5 separate regions of the Mus musculus genome follow, and all the other regions are linked to region 1. A link is a contact called in public Hi-C and promoter capture Hi-C data. All regions are on one chromosome and are shown on one strand. Each heading gives the region's core, a stretch centred on a gene start, on an enhancer-like site or on the middle of the called end of the contact. The rest is flanking DNA. Distances are from core to core; before and after follow the strand shown. Region 1 holds the start of Pank3 (pantothenate kinase 3). Region 2 holds the start of Mat2b (methionine adenosyltransferase II, beta). Region 3 holds the start of Fbxw11 (F-box and WD-40 domain protein 11). Region 4 holds the start of Ccng1 (cyclin G1). Region 5 holds the start of Nudcd2 (NudC domain containing 2).

Region 1 (2,700 bases), core at 37-2,536:
GACCTCTAGGCGCAGTTGTAGATGGCATAAAACACTAAAATCTGTAAAACCTCTATGACAGGAACACAGATCCCCACATGCCCAGTTAGTAGAGAATGAAAGAACAACATTCACAAAGACTGAGCCAATAAACAAGCCAACCGCAGGAATAAGAGGCATTTAAAAGACAGCTTGTGAACCTTGATGTGTCTCTCATAACAGGGTTAGAACCTTTGCATGTATATGCATGTACAACTACAGAAAAAAGCTCGAGGTATTTATCACCATATTAATGTGTTCGAAATAGCTGAAATACGATGTTTAACCTTGGTGTTTATCTGCTCCCTAAAACACAAAACCAGCTGATTTTCTAAACTGCCCAAGCCATTAATTTATCTACAGGCAGAGTACATGCACAAGCGTTGAACAGCTCCAAATGCAAGGCTGACAACTCCCAGGAACCCACCTGGACTTCAAGGACACGCGCAGGAAACCCAGAAACTGGGGAAAATGGGAGGGAGGTGGTGTACCAACCCCTATCTGACAGCCATGACTACCTCTTTTCAAGAGGGGCCTGGTAGCTGTGCTCCCATTTTGGTAAAACCCGAGTCAAGATTCTCCCGTGCACCTCCCAGATCTGCAGGAGCAAGAGAGCAGCGGGCAGGGGGACCGCAGGAGCCTGGCCCTCATGCATGGGGGTGGGGAAGCCCGCCGCCTGCAACCTGGGGCTGCAGCGATCCCTCCCTTCCCTCCCTGGCTGGCGTCCGAGAACAGTCGCGAGCTTAAAGCGGGCCGCTCCGCCAGAGGCTCCAAGGCCCGTCTTCCCAACCCACGGGTCCCCGGTCCCATCTTACAGGGTTTTTTGGCATCCTTGATCTTCATGGCGTCGGCCTAAGGCGCGAGGGGTAGCCTCGGGTGCAGAGCTCAGCGAGGAGAGGTGAATACTCCGGAGCTGGCTGGGCCGCGCGGCGAGGCCCGGCCGGTTCCTCCCCTCAGGCCGGGTGGGGCGGGCCTAGGGCGGGGCGGCGGCGCCTGAGGCCACAGGCGGCCCACGGGGCGGCCCAGCAACCCCGCAAGGGGCGGCCGGGACCGAGCGAGCCGGGGAAGGCCGCGGGCCTCGCCGCTCCGTGGCCCCCCGCAGCCGCTCCGAACAAAAGGCCCCGGTCCCCCGAGCCGCCGCCGCCGCCGCCGCCGCACTGAGAAATAGCCCGCCCAGGCCCAGCGCCCACGTGACTCAGGCCTCCTCGCCTCGCTCTCCGCGGGGCTGCTAGGAGTTGTAGTTCTCCGTAGAGTGAGGCTCCACTCTCCTGCGGCAGATGCTCAGGCGGACTACAAAGCCCAGGATGCCTCTCGACCCCTATTTCTAGCCCCCCTCCGCTTCCGGAGATCGCCTCAGAGTGGTCCCAGCGGGGAAGAGGCGGAGCCTTAGTCACGCCAGCAAGGAGGCCGCCAATGGTAGCAAGCCGTGGGCGGTCCTGGCAATTCCCGGGCTCTGGTCTCGTAGCGGCTGAAAGAAGAGAGGGGTTGTGAACTCTGAGGGCGCTGTGGCTGTCACGCAGTCGCAGATTTTCCTCTTGATGGTTTTTCCCTGTGATGGCTGTGTCAAAATTCAGGGGTCCAGACCACTGAATACGTTTGATGAGATAAGTCATCCGCTAAAGGAACACCTTGAATATTGGGGTTGGAAGGTCACTAAAGATGGTAACATTTGCTACATAATTATTATTTAATGTAATGTAGTCTAGCAGCCTTTTGAGTCACATGCGAGTTTTATTTACTGTGAAGATACGGCAGGAACGAGGCAGTCGAAACACTTGAAAGTTGTAGTATGGTCGTGGTGCAACGCCTTTAATCCCTGAACTCTGTGGAGGCAGAGGCAGGCAGATCTCTGGAAATTCGAGGCCAGCCTGGTCTACAGAGCGAGTTCCAGGACACCCAGAGCTACAGAGAAACCCTGTCTCATAAAACAAAACGTTTGAAAGCACATGCCTTTCAGGTTCCTCACAGGATCTCTCTAGTCTAGCTCCTCATTATAAAGAGGAAAGTGACTTTCAGAGAAAAGAATTAGATGCACCAGTTCTCAGAATAAACCCAGGATACCCTTTTCTCTACGCCTCTTGTGATTTGAGATCATCCATCGGAAAAGGAAGAGATGGTATCAAGGACATGGCCTCTCCTCCACTTTTATGTCTTAGATGGCAAAGAATTCAGTCATTGACAATATGTGGCTTGGTAGGAACCTCCATGTGCTTGCCCCTGGGGAGTTGGCCCTGGAAGATAGCATTCCAAGAAACAATCTAACTGGCGAGCTCTGCTGTCCTGCCTTTGCTGATTGCTATAGTTTGGATTTAGTTGCTCTAAGCCAAAATTCACACTGAGGCTTCATTTCTCAATGAAGTAGTGTGAGAAGGTGGGGCCTTCAGGAAGTGACTGGGTAATGGGGACACCAGTCTTGCGGTTGATCAATGACTTTCTCTAGAGACTGTATTACATCTCATGGGACTAGGTTAGAGCTTATGGGAATGAGTTGGGTCTGGCAGGTCTGGTTTAATTACTGTGTACTGGTGGATATAATGGAAAGTTAGCTTTGGTGTTCTGGCGACTTTCAGATTCACTTGACATTCTTCTTTGGATTTTACCGTGTAATGTTTGTCAGACCACCCCTGCCTCCAAAGGGTAACTAAACACCCTCCTCCCCCATAACATACCAAGTCTCAAGTA
Region 2 (2,700 bases), core at 20-2,519, 4.9 Mb before region 1:
GGGGGGTGGGAGAAAAACTATCACCTGACTGAGGAAAACTTTTCCCAAGGGGCAGCTTAATCCTTAGTCTAAAAATAAACCAAAAGGATTCTGAAAATGAGGCCTTTGGGGGTAATTCAGGCAGTGGTCACGTTTTGGGGCGAGTTTTGAAATCCCTTATCGTGGGTGTCTGGATGGGAATAGATTGTTGGGTAGAGAGTGGGCGGAGAAAAAGTGTGCCCGGGCTTTTTTTCAGGGTAAATTTCACTGGCTTGCCTGTTGCTGTGCTTCGGAGCTTGTAACCTGCAGGTTACAGTTGAGAGCTGAGTCAGACCCTGCGAGCTGTTGTTTCTGATTAACTTTTGAACAACCACACAGGGCTGGAAGGAGCGCCTGGCATTCCGCCCTTCCTTGGCTCCCTCATTTTAAGTCTTAGCAGCTCCTCCTTGGCTTGGCTCCAGCAGCCCCGGGCGTCGTCGTCCCCTAAGTGAAGCCTCCAAAGGGCAGCCAGGACGCCTGTTAAATCTACTTAAAAGTTGACTGGGCTTGTTAGCACAGTTGAGTTTCTCCTGTGGTTCTGCGGGGGGGGAAATACGAAGAACCTGCCTTTTAGAAAGTAACATTCTCTCCCACACCTTTTTATTTTTAATTAGCTAAAAATAAACAGTTTTCAAACTTCACAGCATTTTTTTTTTAGCATTCCAGAAAAACATAGCTTTCAGGGATGTTAATGACTCTGAGCACAGTCCTATTTTTATTCTTTCTTCTTGCCTTAAAGGACGAACCGCACCTTGCCTAGGTTGGTTGTTCACTCCTGTAACCCTTTGATGCCTTTGGACAAGGAAACTAGAGAGGATCAGAAATTGCAGGTCTTTCTCTGAGCCCAAGGCCAGCCTGAGGTTCGGACTGCCTAAAACCAACTCAGTCCAGCCTTAGCTCTGTGTTCACGGGACAACCCTTACCTTCTTGCCTCCTAACTTTACAGATGTTTTAGTCTATTTTCTATAATACATGCTTGGTTGACTCCTAGGCATTTCGCAGTCTGCAAACCTAGGCGAATCGATTCCTTACCCTTCACTAAGAAGGAATAAGTAGGAGAGATTTTAAAAAAACAAACAAAAAAGCCAACACTCTTAAACCCAAGGAAGCCTGCATCCATCGCTTGGCACCAGTGCCTGCGTTCTAACGCTCTATCTCCTTAAGAACTGGCACATGGGCTGACAGCGTCCCTTGAGGTTCCGCCCCTTTTTGAACGCGTGGCGAGAGGCGGCCAATCAACAGGCGCGGCCAGGGCGGCGGAAGCCGGAAGCGGCAGCCGGGGTCGGCCTGGGCCTAGGGGAGGAGGGCCAAGGGCGCGGGCGCTGCGGCCCCTGGCAGTGCTGCGCTAGTGGAGCTTGCGGTCGCGACTGAAGCGGCGCAAAGACTGCGGGCATGGTGGGCCGGGAGAAGGAGCTCTCCATCCACTTCGTCCCCGGCTGCTGCCAGCTGGTGGAGGTGAGCTTCGGGGCATGGAGCCGGGGTGGCGCCTTTGAGTTTGTTTACCTCTCTCCCTGTAGGGCTGCGCTCACGCCCGCTGCAGCCCGGGGAGCGCGGAGGTGGAGACTCCCGGTGCCTCCCGCCGCCTCCCGCGGGCTGGCTCCCGTTTCAGTAGTCATCATCTTTGTTTTGTGTTCCTGGATCTTTAAGGACAGGGGGAGAGTGACTTTCCATAAATGGCGGTGTCGGCGGGGTCAACTTGGTGAATTCATAGTTTGCACGGGGCGGGTTCCTTGAGGCACTTTTAAGGCTGTCAGGATTTCCGACTGTGCGGTGCTGTGAACGCTCAGGCTCCCTGGTAGGCAGACGGGCACCGCCTCGAGTTTATTCAGGAAGGTTTGAGCAGGAATTCCAGTGTTGGGCTTTTAGCTTCTACGTTTTCTGAACCGCTGTATTTTGCGTGGTGGAAGACTGCTGAAAGAAATTGCATGTCTGGTAAACTTCCCCCAGCATGTTTCCAAGTCTGGTCCACGGTCCCGTGTTTCAAGCCCGTTAAGTACTTACTGACCTACAGAATGTATCCAGCACAGTCGATGAACTAATGTGTCTTGCTGATATAAAAACGCCTAGGATGTGGCCAGTTTTTTTTTTTTTTTTAATGCAAACTTTTAATTTGGGGGAGGGTCCTGTGCTTGCTAGAGTTACTAGAGATAAGGGAGTCCCTATTGAGATGAGGGATTCTTGTTAAGAGTATACCGCCATAAGATTAGGCTATTATTAGGTGAACCTGTAGCGCCTTTTCTTAATTGGCGATTGACTTGGGAGGACGGAGCCCCTGGGCTGTTATAGTCCTGAGTTGTTTAGGAAAGCTGGCTGAGGAATTAAGCAGTTTTCACAAGGCCTGTGTGAGCTCCTGCCTCCAGGGTCTTGTCCTAACTTCCTTCAGGGGCGAACAGTGATGTGGAAATGGTAAGCTAAGTACCTCCTGCCAAACAATGCTTTGATGTTTTCACACAGCAATAGAAACCCAAACTAGAACTCAGTATGTGTTGTCCAGGCTGGCCTTGGACTCAGATGCTTCTGCCTCGAGGAGTGCTGGGATTGAAGATCTGAGCCACCACAACCAGTTGATAATGGGAAATTTTTACATTTGCGTGATGCACATTCAATATTATCTCCAAATGGCTGGGCCTTAGCCAAAGTTCGAATGTATTTGCAGTTCCAGACTGGTGACGGCATGTGACC
Region 3 (2,700 bases), core at 28-2,527, 3.1 Mb after region 1:
AACGGGTTAGGGGTGTCCGGGGAGACCTGACCAGGCTGGCTACCAATGGTTCCTAACAGTACAGGGATCGCTGCTTATCCGTGGGCCAAGAAACCCCCCTCCCATTTTTTATTATTAAAATAAGAGAGGGTGGCAGTGATGAGCGCGACCTCTTCTCCCTCCCCTCTCATTTCCCAAATGATAAAAGTTATGGTTTCCCTTTCCTGGGGGATGGAATTCAAGAGTACCTAGGGCCTTGCTATACAAACATCCTTCACGGCAGGGTAGGAAACCCTTTGTCCAAGAAGCCTGACACCGCAGGGGCCCGGAAAATAGGCCCCTTATCCGGAACAGCCTCAGACTCGTAGGCACCCCCAACATCCCAGTCCAATGGGGCTATCCTGGCATCCATACAGCGGTAGCTTGGGGCGAGGGTGCTGAGACCCACCCCTACCACCCACCCCACCCCACCCCACCCCACCCCCCGCGCCTAGGTTATGGAGGCCGAAGCGGCTCCAACTGGTCTCGGACTCCCTTCCACCACCATCACCCTCAGCTTGAGCGAGGCTGGGAGGCGCGATGCAGGCCCGGCCAGAGGAATCCAGGGAAGGGAAAAAGAAATCCCCTTCTAAAAACAGAGTGTGATGGCAAGGCAAGAGTGAGCAGTGGCTCCGGCAGGAGCGAGGCTGGGGCGCCGGAGACTGGCCGGAGCCCGGCAAGGAGGGGGTTGGGGGAGCCGCGGGGAGTGGAGGCCGTGCCGGCCCAAGAGCGCGAAGCGTCAGCAACGAGCCATAGCAGGGGGGCGGCCGGGCCCAGGCGGCGGGGAACGAGGGCTGGCCTGGCGCGGACGCCGGGGTGGGCAGGCCCCCCGGCCGCCGGCCGGCCGGAAGAACTGAAGGCCAGTGGGCCGCACTCACCATGAGCTCGATGGTCTTGTCTTCAATCACCGAGTCGGGCTCCATGGCGGCCCCGGCGGCCCCGCCTCGCTCTCTCCGCTCAGCAGCGATCGGCCCGGGCGGAGGAGGCGGTGGCGGCGGCGGCGGTGGAGGCAGCTCTCGCACCCACTCTAGCTGCCAGCCCGCCCGGGCCGCCCGCAGCTCCGCCCTCACCCTCGGCCGACGCAGGACGCACAGCGAAGACTACAACTCCCGGCAGCCGCGGCGGCTCGCGCAGCTTTGTGGGAGCAAGAAGCCGCTTGGTCCAATCTGCCGGCTTCTGCCACCGGAGAGAGCACCTAGGGGAGCGCAGGGCTGTGAGTGCCGGACGTGCAGAGCTGGAGTATCTAGGGCTTGCTCGCGATAGGGCCTCGCGAGCGCCGCGACTACTTGTCCCAGAAATCCTCGCGCGCGAGGTCTTCTTCCGGTTGGTCGTTCCTGACTTCCTGGCAGCCCGTAGCCGCACGGACCTGGACGGAAACTCCGAGGCAACTCCTCACTTGTCGGAGATCTTTGCAGTGCGAGCGAGCGATCTCCGCACATGCGCAGTGGGTGTCTGCGGTGCCCACTAGTCGTCTAGGCTGCAGCGCTGCCGTTCCGTGTGTGTTGCATTTGGTAGGGACAGATGGTGGAGACAGGTGGGTCCCAGGTTGCACTAGGAAGTGTGGGAGGGGGCCCGCGAGGTCGAAGACACAATTAAAGGAAGATGGGCATCTAAGAGTTTGGAGACTGAGCTGGGAAAGCGGTGTGTGGAGATCTGCCACACTGACTGGGAGGAGCTGAGCCATGAGAAAGAAGCTATACATTTTGAAGACACTTTTTTTTTTTTCCGAGACAGGGTTTCTCTGTATACCTGGCTGTCCTGGAACTCACTTTGTAGACCAGGCTGTCCTCGAACTCAGAAATCTGCCTGCCTCCACCTCCTCAAAGGCGTGCGCCACCACCGCCCGGCCGAAGACACTTATTTTTAAGCATTCAGTTTCTACTAGTACTGCCCTAAGCACTGGGAATGACCGGAGAGACCTCTGTTCTTATTCAGCTTAATTCTAGTGGGAAGACAGCAGACATTGACTAAGAGTTAGAAATGATATGAAGAAACGCATCTAGAGACTTCAGAGAACCTCTAACTCCTTGTGACTTCCAAGTCTGTCAATACCCTCGAACCAAAAGCCCCCAGGAACACGCTGATAGTTGAACAAGGTGGGTTTTTTCCTAGCTGAAGTAGAAATGAACATACACCATGATGAAGCAGGGACGTCTCAGTAAGAGACCTTAGGTAATGTAGAAAAGGATTTGAAGGGGCTTTGGAGCAGATACTGCCGGGAAGTGGGGGTATAAGACTGGGCACCTCAGCCTTATCTATGGGAAGTTATATTAGATTAAAACTAATCCAGTAATTGTTGACAGCCTCTCCTGTTAGCCAGATTCAAGTGTTTAGTCTTGTAGCTGTGTTTCAGGGACTTGGACAATGTCCATGTTTTATCTGTGTTCACAAATGATTATGGGGTGGTCTTGTTTTTGTCTTGATCCATAAGCTAAGGCCACAGAATGGCCTTGTCTAATGTTGACGGACTGTTAAGTTGTTTATGTTTACAGGAGACCTGGCAGTCAGAGCTGTTATAAAGTGTCTCAAGGGCCTGGCTCATTGTACCCAGCCCACTTCACAGTAGCAGTGCCTGCTTGCCTGCTTCTCAAGTTTGTTTCAATTCTTTGCCCCTGTAAAGAGGATGACTTAGTACTCTAACGATTCCCAGGGAGCAAGGCATTACAGTAATCTGTATACATC
Region 4 (2,786 bases), core at 91-2,590, 5.0 Mb before region 1:
TTATAAATTACTGGTTTTGTAGATTTACAGAACCAGGGATCCAAATGAATACTGTTCCTTGGTCAACTCACAGCTAACTGCCTGAAATGCCAGATCCAACATCTCTGGTCTCTGAGGGTAGCCACATTCCTGTGCCATACATTCCCCACTTCACCAACACCCCCAGATATAATTTTAAAATCTAAAACTTTTTTTTTAATTAAAGAGAAAAGGCCAGGCATGATGGTGCATGTTTTTAATCCCAGCACTAGGAGAGTCAGAGGCAGGTGGATCTCTAAGTTCAAGACCAGCCTAGTTTACATAGCTAAGGAGTTCCAGGACAGCTTGGACTACATAAAGACCCTGTCTCAAATAAAACATCACTTGTATCTAGTTAATGACCGTTATGGACGGCCAGCCGGCTTGGCTCTTTCTTATTTTCATGAGATGTACTGGAATGGACAAAATCCTGAACACCACCGTCACCACCCCAACTCCTCACCCTCACCCCCACTGCAGCCATGCGAGCTGAGAACCTACTCTCTGTGCATTGCTCCTGAGGACATGCCCTTCCCCGCTACCCCCGAAAGGAGTCCAGCAAGAGTTCAGGATAATTATTTTTCCGTTAACCTGGTAGAGAAGAGGCTTATAGAGATTAATTTTGTAAGAATAATGTTCCTTCACACCCTATTCTGAAGCCTGAGATTCGGCTCACTGCAGATGGGGTTTTCCAGGCACTGTTCTTTGCTGTTTTCTGCCAGACATATGGCATTTTAAGTCACTGATGATAGTATGAGGGTGCTACAAGAACAAATTCAGAAAATTAGCAGAGGACCAAGAAACTACATACTCTGACATCATTGTAACATCTGAGAAGTTTTGCAAGAAACAAAATAAGATAACGATGAACTGATTCCTAAAACTCAGAGAGAACACTCTAGAGAAGCCTATAGAGAACACTATAGAGAAGCCTACCATCTCATTATCTGTAAAGAGAACGAAAGCATTTTTTTTTTTTAACTTGCCATTGTGTTTTTAGAAAGAGGGGACTGAGCTGCAGTGAACAACAACAAAAGGAAAAAAGCAAAAACCAAAACAATGCAAAACAAAAACCCTCACAGTACATTCTGGTCCGCTACCCAGACCAATCTGGCTAATAGAGGCCAGACCTGCCCGGGCAAGCCTTGGCACTGAACACTCAGTTCCGCAGCTTAAGGAAGGACAGTTCGGAAATGCTCCAATGAGAGAGGCTGCGAGAGTCGGGCGTGGCTCGAAAGGGGAGGAGAATTGAAGTCTGGACAACGGGAAGTGTGCGCTGATTGGCCGAGCTTCCTCAGAGACCATCCATCAAAAGAACCACACCAATCAGCGACGTAGATGCGTCCCAGCTAGAGAGCCAGGTCTCCAGCTTGTTCCCCCACTGCCCGGCGCAGTCCTTCGCTGCGCGCTGACCCCGAGGAAGGCAGTACTTGGTCAGGGCGCTGAGGGACCCTCCACCGGGACGCCGGCCCCTCCCCGGGCCTCTGCTCACTTGACCCCCACTCCCTAGTCCGTCCCCTTAGTAGGCCTGTCGGATCGGGGACGTGGGGCGAGCTGAGAGCAGGCCCGGGGTGGGTGGTCACCGTGGTGAAGACGTGGCTGTCAAGGTGAGAGGGGACTATGGGGTGGATCTCAGAACCCTGCACTCCGGAACGCAAGCCCGGGCTAGTCTGCGCCTAGAGAGAGGCGCAGCGGGAGCGGTATTCCTATGTCATGCCTCCCAGTCCCAACCTGCACCCCTGAACTGAGTTAGTGGTTCCTCACCAAGACGACCTTCCTGTCACATCTTTAAACTGCCCAGGGAAGAATCGTCCTCTGTATCCAGGGCTTAGGTTGTGCCCAGGACTCAGAGGAAGTGTAATGCATACTTCCACCAATGCAACTCCCCAGCTTCACCTAACTTTTTCTTTTGGTTTTTAAATGGCGTTAGACTATTCGGAGCACTGAGTGCTAAGCACCGTGCCACACTGAGTCATATCGTGTGTTATTCACAGCCACTCCAAGAAACAGATGTTGTCACCCTCATTTCACAGGTGTAAAAATAAGCTCATTACCTGGAAATAAATGGGCACCTGTGTGCTAAGCGGTTTGTGTGACTCCTTTTAAGCTACCCAATCTATGAGCTATGAGATTGTAGGTAATAATCGTATTTCTACTTCATAGGTAAGGAACTAAGGTTCACGTTGTTAACATATATGGCAGAGTATGTACTATCATTTGACTTTTAGTTTGGGTGTATCATGTGGGGCAGTATCTATTTGTGGCATGTACTGACAATGAAGAAGTCTTTGCTTAAGTAGAGAAAAAAAATTTTTAAGCCATAGTTTATGTCCTATACAAACTCACAATTTAGGAATGTGACCTACTGGGAGAAGGTAAAAATACTTACAGACCTTGGCTTTGCAGTGTCTTCGTCTTAGACGTAATGGAAATGGGGTGGGGGGTGGAGGGGGCATGCACTATAAAGCACTTTTTGCCACAATGCAGAGATAGCCAGGCAGGGTTCTTATGCTCTTTTCTGGGTTTGTTCTATTTATAGATGATAGAAGTACTGACAACTGACTCTCAGAAACTGCTACACCAGCTGAACACCCTGTTGGAACAGGAGTCTAGATGTCAGCCAAAGGTCTGCGGCTTGAAACTAATTGAGTCGGCCCATGATAATGGCCTCAGAATGACTGCAAGATTACGGGACTTTGAAGTAAAAGATCTACTTAGTCTAACTCAGTTCTTTGGCTTTGACACGGAGACATTTTCCCTAGCTGTGA
Region 5 (2,772 bases), core at 53-2,552, 5.0 Mb before region 1:
ATTAAAGCTAGTTCAATCTCTTTTGAGAAGCTGGCACTAGAAAAGGCCAGTTTCTTAAAAAGGTTCAAATCACATGTTGCAGAAATTGATATCCAATTAGCTGTTGACTAATTTTCCTTCTCCTGCCCAAGGTTACAAAACACAGTATCATGTCTCCGTTCACCACTACATTATACAGTCATCCTCCAACAGGCTATGCATCTAATCTAGGTGTAAAGTATAGCCTGATTGTTATGTGAGTCTTAATAAATTCTTAACCAAAAACGGGGAAATGTGACCAGATTAAAAATTTGGTGAAATTAGGTAACTTCACACACCTTTTCACTACGATGAAGATCAACATGCAAGAAACTTGTTATTTAGAAAACCAATCTGACATCTTGGAATCCTCATCCCATTACCCTAGCCTTGCTTGTAAGTGCCTGTATTAGCCTACACGTCATGAACAGAGTTCAGAATCCTTTTGTCTAGTCTCTGGGACTCCCATCGGTGCCCAGAAGACGCATATTCGTTCTTTTGACCTACTTAGCCTTCTGTCAGCAGGAACTCCGGAGGAAATAAAAGCACCCCAAACCTATTTTAGAAATAAAGTGGAGAACAAAATCTTTGAGTTCTACCCGCGCAAAATCTGCTCTGTGGGTGCAGTGCTCCGTGGAGACCCCTCGCCAGAACAATTTACCACTTCTTTCTACCAGCCAGGAACTAACCTTGCCACACCCAGCAGTCATCCCTCTGACACCGTGAATTTTAGGGCTCGGGGTGCGGGAAAGCCAGAAGAAGGAACTCGGGACAAGCCCTGGCTTGCTACCTTGAGGATCTCGCGGCCACCCACGGCCAGAGCCACGTGCCGACTCTGCAGGCCGCACTGGATGTCCTGCGCGCGAGTGCCGGGGGGCACCTGGACTTCAATGAACACCTCCTCCAGGGTCTGGTACCACTGTCCCCACGGAGTCCCGCAAGGAACCACCCCGCTGCGCTCCTCAAACGGGGCGGACATTCTGAAGACGCCACGCAGGCACACGGCTCCGGGAGAGCACTACACCGGCGGGACTAGGCTCTGGGCTTGCCCTCGGCGCCTTGGGGTCACTGCACATGCGCAAGAGTCCAAACTGGCGTGTCCGAGTGTGCAAAATTCTCCCTTTCAGAGCCCATTTAAGACACTCGTGAGCCCTGGTGAAATCGACCGAAGCCTAGAGATGTTGACATCCAAAGAACACTGACGCCGGAACAAAGGAGAAAAGTGCCTGCGATCTTTAAACCTGTGTGACGCCAAAATTCCGACGCGTCCACCGGCCTGTGAAGTGCGCTTGCGCGAACTGGGCTACCCAGTAAAACTGAGTAAAACCAGAAGTGATTGGATAGAGCTGTTTGCGGCGACGATCAGGAGCAGCCTCTTATTGGCTACTAGCTTAAACTTACAAACCTTCCGATTGGGCGGCGGTAGGAATCTAGTGCGCATGCTCTTTGGACCATGCAGGATTGGCCAGATAGGTTTAGGTTTTCTGATTGGCTGAGGGGGAAAGTTGAGGTAAATTTGAATTCAGGCGAGCTGACAGTTTGCTGGGGCGTTTGATTGCTGTCTCATCTGGACCCAGGCGTCAGAATGTCCTTTCCTAAGGCGCCCCTGAAGAGATTCAATGACCCTTCGGGTACGTACGGGTGGGGGAACAGGGTGGGAAGGGGATGTGCCCTCGTTTCCCAGTCATTCGAAAGCCAGGTTAGGGCTGGGGCGGTGTTTGTTTTTCTCCAAATTCACGCAGTAAACACCTGGTTAGCGCAGTGTGGGATGGTAGAGACGCGGCCCTACGTGAAATGAGGTCATCCCTGCACACAGCGAGTCTTCAAGCGTGAGATTCCAAAATATGCCATCAACACCATGGAGAAACCACAGCTGGTTGAAGGGGATTAGGAGTTGGCAGGCGCTACTTTTCTTTTTAAAAAGAAGTTACTCTCTTTAGAATTTTCTGCATTGACATTGCATTCAGATATAAAAGCATAAAGACTGAGAAATCTGTTCAGTAAAGACAGCTGCCCACGGATTCTTTTCCACTCGTGAAACAGTTCTTTGGAATTTCTTTTTTAATATTTTATTTTTTTAAGGTTGATTTATTAACATGAGTATACTGTAGCTGTCCTCACACACCAGAAGAGGGCCTCAGATCCCATAACAGATGGTTGTGAGCCACCATGTGGTTGCTGGGATTTGAACTCATGACCTTTGAAAGAGCAGTCAGTGCTCTTACCCACTGAGCCATCTCATGAAACAATTCTTAAGTAATGTTCAGCATTTTAACAATAGAATAGTGGAACTTGGTGTGTAGATGACAGAGTAAATTGAGTGTAGATGGTGATAGCATTTAAACAGTTAGAATAAAGTAATTTTTAATGTTTTCACCTGTAAGAAATAGACACTTCCAGACCTAGTGGCCTGAGCTACATAGACTGTCAGTAACTCACACCTACAACAAATTAATAGCATGTTGGAAGTAAATGAAAAATGAGACTGAAATCCACTCAATTTTATGAAACTAAATTGGCAGAAATGGAGTGGGAACCCAGACTTCCAAGGATATATGCTATGCTCTTAAGGGCTGTGGTTTATGCACAAGTAACTAGAGCCTTGGGTGTGAGGTGATAGATGCTAACTGTGCAGCTGTACTGTCGTAAGGTCTATATGTTATTCCTTTGAACAGCTAGACGAGAAAAGTACCAAAGTTGTACTCTTTACAAATGAGAACATTGAGAGAGTTTCTGACTATATTATGCAGCCAG

The links. Promoter capture Hi-C pulls out the DNA fragments that hold promoters and counts their contacts. Hi-C and Micro-C count contacts between places; a contact is called where the count stands out from the background.
Region 2: a contact with region 1 is called in a promoter capture Hi-C map of pre-B cells. The contact joins the promoter of Mat2b here to the promoter of Pank3 in region 1. A contact is called at or near these places in 4 of 39 promoter capture datasets (the C10 cell line, cranial neural crest, hematopoietic stem and progenitor cells and 1 more) and 3 of 484 Hi-C or Micro-C datasets (CD4 T cells, granulocyte-monocyte progenitors and nephron progenitors).
Region 3: a contact with region 1 is called in a Hi-C map of CD8 T cells, with 5 times the contacts expected there. The contact joins the promoter of Fbxw11 here to the promoter of Pank3 in region 1. A contact is called at or near these places in 1 of 39 promoter capture datasets (pre-B cells) and 1 of 484 Hi-C or Micro-C datasets (CD8 T cells).
Region 4: a promoter capture Hi-C map of pre-B cells shows a contact between it and region 1. The contact joins the promoter of Ccng1 here to the promoter of Pank3 in region 1. A contact is called at or near these places in 4 of 39 promoter capture datasets (the HPC-7 cell line, cranial neural crest, hematopoietic stem and progenitor cells and 1 more).
Region 5: a contact with region 1 is called in a Hi-C map of B cells, with 7 read pairs. The contact joins the promoter of Nudcd2 here to the promoter of Pank3 in region 1. A contact is called at or near these places in 4 of 39 promoter capture datasets (the C10 cell line, cranial neural crest, hematopoietic stem and progenitor cells and 1 more) and 2 of 484 Hi-C or Micro-C datasets (B cells and myeloid progenitors).

The regions. Positions count from the first base shown.
Region 1 is chr11:35,768,081-35,770,780 of GRCm38.p6, reverse strand. It overlaps Pank3 (pantothenate kinase 3), which reads right to left and starts at 1,286. Exons shown (of 7, transcript NM_145962.2): 1 at 834-1,286. The coding sequence starts at 861.
Region 2 is chr11:40,691,251-40,693,950 of GRCm38.p6, reverse strand. Mat2b (methionine adenosyltransferase II, beta) reads left to right here and starts at 1,269. Exons shown (of 7, transcript NM_134017.2): 1 at 1,269-1,473. The coding sequence starts at 1,411.
Region 3 is chr11:32,641,132-32,643,831 of GRCm38.p6, reverse strand. Fbxw11 (F-box and WD-40 domain protein 11) reads right to left here and starts at 1,277. Exons shown (of 13, transcript NM_001271347.1): 1 at 897-1,277. The coding sequence starts at 941.
Region 4 is chr11:40,753,840-40,756,625 of GRCm38.p6, reverse strand. Ccng1 (cyclin G1) reads left to right here and starts at 1,340. Exons shown (of 6, transcript NM_009831.2): 1 at 1,340-1,625; 2 at 2,558-2,786. The coding sequence starts at 2,558.
Region 5 is chr11:40,732,191-40,734,962 of GRCm38.p6, reverse strand. It overlaps Nudcd2 (NudC domain containing 2), which reads right to left and starts at 1,302. Exons shown (of 4, transcript NM_026023.5): 1 at 809-1,302. The coding sequence starts at 997. It overlaps Hmmr (hyaluronan mediated motility receptor (RHAMM)), which reads left to right and starts at 1,526. Exons shown (of 18, transcript NM_013552.2): 1 at 1,526-1,649. The coding sequence starts at 1,604.